Linked DNA regions of Triticum aestivum: region 1 is linked to region 2. Evidence: chromatin contacts called from public Hi-C data. All regions are on one chromosome and are shown on one strand. Each heading gives the region's core, a stretch centred on a gene start, on an enhancer-like site or on the middle of the called end of the contact. The rest is flanking DNA. Distances are from core to core; before and after follow the strand shown.

What was found. Hi-C and Micro-C count contacts between places; a contact is called where the count stands out from the background.
Region 1: a Hi-C map of leaf shows a contact between it and region 2, with 7 times the contacts expected there. The contact joins the promoter of LOC123157014 here to the promoter of LOC123155691 in region 2. A contact is called at or near these places in 3 of 5 Hi-C or Micro-C datasets (all in leaf).

What each region holds. Positions count from the first base shown.
Region 1 is chr7B:700,917,496-700,920,370 of IWGSC CS RefSeq v2.1, reverse strand. It overlaps LOC123157014 (transducin beta-like protein 3), which reads left to right and starts at 1,268. Exons shown (of 14, transcript XM_044575236.1): 1 at 1,268-1,789; 2 at 1,966-2,148; 3 at 2,341-2,490; 4 at 2,842-2,875. The coding sequence starts at 1,457.
Region 2 is chr7B:700,691,697-700,694,396 of IWGSC CS RefSeq v2.1, reverse strand. It overlaps LOC123155691 (probable LIM domain-containing serine/threonine-protein kinase DDB_G0286997), which reads left to right and starts at 1,283. Exons shown (of 9, transcript XM_044573843.1): 1 at 1,283-2,700. The coding sequence starts at 1,524.

The sequences.
Region 1 (2,875 bases), core at 19-2,518, 230 kb before region 2:
TTATTGTTTGATTCTTTTCATATGAAGTTTAATAACAAAATTTGTTGGACCATATCGACTCATCAGGTTAGAGAAATGTTTGCGCATTTAAAAAAATGTCATAAATTTGGAAAGAGTTTGAGAATGTTAAAAAATGTTCATGAATTTAAAAAATGGTTTGCATATTAAAAAATGTTAGTGAGTTTGAAAAATATTCATGACTTTTTAAAAATGATCTTGAACTGAAAAAAATACTCATGGAGTTTAAAATATGTTTGTGAGTTCGAAAAATATTCACTATCTCAAAAAATGTGCTCAAGTTGAAAAATGTACTTGAACCTCATTTTTTGAGAATTCCAACAATGTTCGTCGGTTTCAAAAATGTTAAAAAAATATTCATGAGTTTGAAAAAAAATTCACAAATTTCAAAAGCAGTTCTTGTATTCAAAAAAAGTTCACACTTTAAAAAATGTTTGCAATTTGCAAAAACAAAATCATGAATTCAGAAATTGTTCATCATTTTTAAAAAAAATATGTATTTTAGATATTGTTTAGTTTGGAAAAGGAAAAATAAAAATGAAAAAGAAGAAAAAAATAAAAGAGAAAGAAAAAGAAAAACTAAAAAGAAAGAGGTAAAAAGGTAAAAACATAAAAGAAAAAGGAAAAAAGAACCAGAGAAAAAGCAACGAAAAAAGAATAAGGAAATCTGGTTCAGGGAAGGTTCTAGAAACTTCTCAAAGTCGGTGGAGAAAAACCCAAAATAGGCCGGCCTACACTGAAGACGAGGCGCGCGGGGTTGGTGTTTTGATCGTTATTCCCCAACCTATGCGGGGATAGCATCCGCCCACACACACACCCCACTTATGTGAGCTCAGAATATTTGCTCAAAACAAAATTAAAAGTGAGCCCAACAGGGCCACAGCCCTCAATGTCGCTGCGTCAGGGACACACGTGTCGACGCCTTAGGCTTCTCTCCCTCCCGCATAGACGCACTGCCGCCTCAACCCGGCAATCCGACCCATGGGCACCCGACCCGAATGGGTAGGGTATGGGTCAGCATATTCACCCATGGGTTAGCCCGATGGATAACCCAGGTAGGGTATGGGCATGAGGTCCTGCCCGTGGGTCACTCGATGGGTCGCCCGATTAGCTGACATGTGGGCCCTTTATATTTAAATAAATAGTAGTAGTAGCTTCCCAGTCCAGCTTTGCCTGCCAGCCCACCGTCCCCGGCCCAGTCCAGTAAGTCAGCACATTAGGTTTTACGAGCAGAGAAGCCATGTCCCCAAAAAAAAATCGAGCAGAGAAGCCAACCGAACCTAGCCGCCGCACTCTCGTCCTCTCCCATCCTCAAGCCGCCGCCGCCGCCCACTGTCCCGCGCGGCCACGCCGCCGACTTAAACCCTGCTCCCCCCTTCTCGCGCCGCCACCACTGCAAAACCCTAGCTCCGACGACCCGCCGCCGACGCGCAACGCCATGGCTCTGTCGCAGGGGCCCAAGAACAACTACCGCTGCGACCGCTCGCTGCAGCAGTTCTACACGGGCGGGCCCTTCGCCGTCGGGCGCGCCCCCCGCGGCGAGGGCGAGGGCGACGCCGAGGAGGCGTTCCTCGCGTGCGCCTGCGGCAGCGAGCTGCGCGTGGTGTCCGCCGCCGACGCCTCCGCCATAGGGGAGCCCATCGACGGCGACTCCGAGGCCGTCACGGGGATCGCGCTGTCCCCCGACTCCCGCCTGCTCTTTGCTGCTGGCCACAGCAAGCTTATCAGGGTCTGGGACCTCGCGTCTCGCACTTGCATCCGCAGCTGGAAGGTAGGTGCTTTTTCTAATCTTCGTCTCTTCTCTGGTGACAGAATGGAGGATTTACACATATAAATGTCAACATCTTCTGCAGCTATAAATTTTTCATTTGAGCGTATTAGTACTGCCTTCTTTTTGTTCCTCAATATCCGAGGTATGCTCATTTGTTTTTTGTTATGACTTAACAGGGACATGATGGTCCTGTTATGGCCATGTCATGCCATGCTTCTGGTGGGTTGCTTGCAACCGCCGGAGCAGACAAGAAGGTTTGCGTGTGGGATGTGGATGGTGGGTTTTGCACACATTTCTTTAGAGGTCATACAGGTGTTGTGACGACCATAATGTTCCACAGAGATCCAAAGCGCCTTCTGGTGAGTATGATTTTGGAGATAAATTACTTACATGTGAAGAAAACATGATCAATTGAAATCAAACTTTTTTCTTCTTGGTGCAAGTAACTCAGTATTAGCCCCACTGAGCTGTTGTTGGTTTTTGTGATACATGCCTTCTATTTCTCATTGCATTCATGGTATTTGTAGCCTCATTATTTTCTCGATGTCTAGTTATTTTCAGGAAGTGATGATGGCACAGTGCGCGTTTGGAACCTTGAAAGCAAAAAATGCATTGCGGTGCTTAACGCACATTTTTCAACAGTGACTTCGTTGGCATTATCAGAAGACGGGCTAACATTGCTCAGTGCAGGAAGGGATAAGGTATAGCGGGAGGATTGAAATCTGGCTTAAATTTCCCCTATGTTTATAAGTTGATTTTTCATATTTATGTGTGTGCTAGTTTATACTTTGATGATGCATGAGTTCCATTGGTTTGTCATTGCTAGACACTGGAAAAGCTGGGGTTTGAAATTGATTGCAACAGTCATAAAATAGATGATCTTCATGGCCTCATGGTGGATGGGGCTAGTTACGATCATGCTTTTTATTTATCTAGACTAGATACTTTTTAATGGCTAGCATTCCGATATTCATCAGTATAAAAATTGTAAATTTGCAATGCATATTTCTGTCCTGAGCTACCAACATTTTGAGTGGATGAAACGTCTGTAGGTTGTGAATGTGTGGGATCTTCGGAAGTACGCCT
Region 2 (2,700 bases), core at 34-2,533:
CATTTATTCCTTTCATGCACATTGTTATAAAACAAGGAGATATTTATGGTAAGAAAACCTCATCGAGCCTCTAGATATAGATTAAAAAAAACTTGCTCGATCGCTATATAAATACAACCTCTCACGGACCCGGCCATCAAGACCTAATAACCTCCCCCCCCCCTCGCCGCCGCCCCTTCCACCTCCGAGCTCTCACTCCATCAAGATATTTCGATGTCGATCCCAAGGTGATATTCTCCAAACTCCGCCTCCATAGGTCTCCCTCGCCCTATTATTGTTGACACATGTTGGCCCGATCAACGATGACCACCCGCCACCCCGCCATGATTCTTCTCGAGCTGATCTGCAACCACCCCCCATCACTGGCCACTACCCCCCCCCCCCCCCCCACCCAAACAAGGCACAAACACCGCCGCCTTGTCACATCGTCGTTTCTTTGTTTCCCCTCTACTCAGGTCACGAGTTTCCACACAAATCATGTCCCCTAACTTACCTGAATTCATCGCTGGAAAAATAAAGCGGAGCATGACCCCCCAAAGTTGTGAGTTTTCTTGACTTATTTTATTGCATGCAACCTAATTAGGATACATATAATTGCATCATACATTTTATAATCAAAAGAAATAAATATAAATGAACATGAATTAAAAAAATAGCCCATGCACCACGGGAAATCATTTGCATGTACACATGATGTCACTATGATCCTATTGATGTAGGTGTACAAATTTTGTTTCTCGACGCCTGTTCAGCACCAACCAACTACCTTATCGTGTGCAATTAAATTTAAATCATCATTGGATTCCTTCAATACACTTGCCATCACGTTCCACATCAACAAAACAATTTTATAGTAATTACACTTAGTTAATACCATAAATTTGTGATGGATCGAGCGGTGGCGACGCAGGTGAACTTCCGACCCCCTCTAGAACGCCCCCCCTTTTCTAACAAACCGGAAGGTGGGGCGCCCGGCCGAATTCCACCAACACGAATGGCCTCTTCCGCAACAGACCCACAGATTCAAAACCCAAACCCAAGGTTTTGCCAATGCTCCAAAGCCCAAAGGCAAACAGAAAGGGGGCGGGGGGGAGAACCACACGGAAAACCAAAGGGAAGGCTCCAAATTCCGGCACGGGAAAATCCAAGGCCCGGAAAATATATAAAACCGGGGCGAGGGGGACACCAACGCCAACACCAACGCCGAGCCAGCCAGGCAGGCAGCAGCCGGGGAGAGCGAGCGAGCGAGCGAGCCAAGGGTTTTTGAGTAGAACGCACCCCTCCCACCCCCCACCCCCCGCCCCCGCTCCCCACTCCCCTCCCCCGGAAAAAAATTTCAATTGACTGAGCATTGAGCCGCCCGCCGCCGCCGGAGTCCCCGAATCCGGCCGGCGGTAGGGTTCCTGGTGGTGTGGAGGTGAGGGGGTTTGGTTTGTGGCCCGGCCCGAGCCCTGCGGGGTTAGATCCGGGGAAGGAGGGGAGGGGGGAGGGGAGTGGGGGCGGACCCGCGCCGCCGCGGCGGGATGGCCGAGGACGGCGGCGGCGGGGGCGGGGGAGGAGGAGGGGAGCGGATGAAGCTGCTGTGCAGCCTCGGCGGGCGCATCCTGCCGCGGCCCGGGGACGGGACGCTGCGGTACGCCGGCGGCGACACCCGGATCGTGTCCGTGCCGCGCGGGGTGGCGCTGCAGGACCTGCTGGCCCGCCTCGCCGACGCCTACGGCGGCGCCACGGGCCCGCACTTCGCGGTCAAGTACCAGCTCCCCGACGAGGGCCTCGACGCGCTCATCTCGGTCTCCTCGCCCGAGGATCTCGACAACATGGTGGAGGAGTACGACAAGCTGGCCGTCGCCAGCCCCAAGCTGCGGGTCTTCATCTTCCCCGTCTCGGAGGCGGCCGCGCCCGGGGACGAGGGAGGCGAGGGCGCCGCCGGCTTCGACGCCGGCCTCAGGTACCTCGAGGCCGTCAACGGCATTGTGCGCAAGGACAGCATCGCCAGCCTGTCGTCCACCCAGTGCTCCGACGGCGGGCCTCCCCCTCCTACCCCGGCCGTGCCTTCCTCTGGAGGAGGGGGAGGGGGAGGGGGAGGGGGCGGCGGCGGCGGCGGGGGCTCCCCGACTGCTGTCTCCCCCACCTCCACCTGCTCCTACGACGCCGCCAGATCGGCTTTTGCTGCTCCGCCGCAACCTCAGCAGCTGCTTGTTGATGTCTTCACCAATGCTGCTCCCGCCCCTGTCCCGGTGAAGCCGCAGGAGAGTGCTGCGCCCCCTCAGCCAAGCCCCCATCCACATCCACACCCGCATCCGCATCCACATCCGGAGGCAGCAAGGTACCGTCAGCCACTCTCACAGCTACCACCACTGCCACCAGTGTTCATGAACGATCATAGAGAGGCTATGCAGGGTCTGAATCAGCAGCCACCAGAAAATGCGACCTGGTTTCAGGACTGCAATATGTGTGTCAAGGCTCTGCCTCACGCCCACTCCGATCCAGTCATGAATGACTATGCCAACGATGTGCGTGGAGGGGCGCCGGTTGAGCCAATACCAGTGTTCATGAGCCTGCGGCCTGAAGATGTGGCAAGGATCATGATGGGAGAGCGGCAAATACCTTCTCAAATGGGGGCTTATGGGTACACACATATGCATCCAGTGCAGCCTGACAGGGAAAGGATGTATGCACCAAAGATGGAAGGCGTTGCAA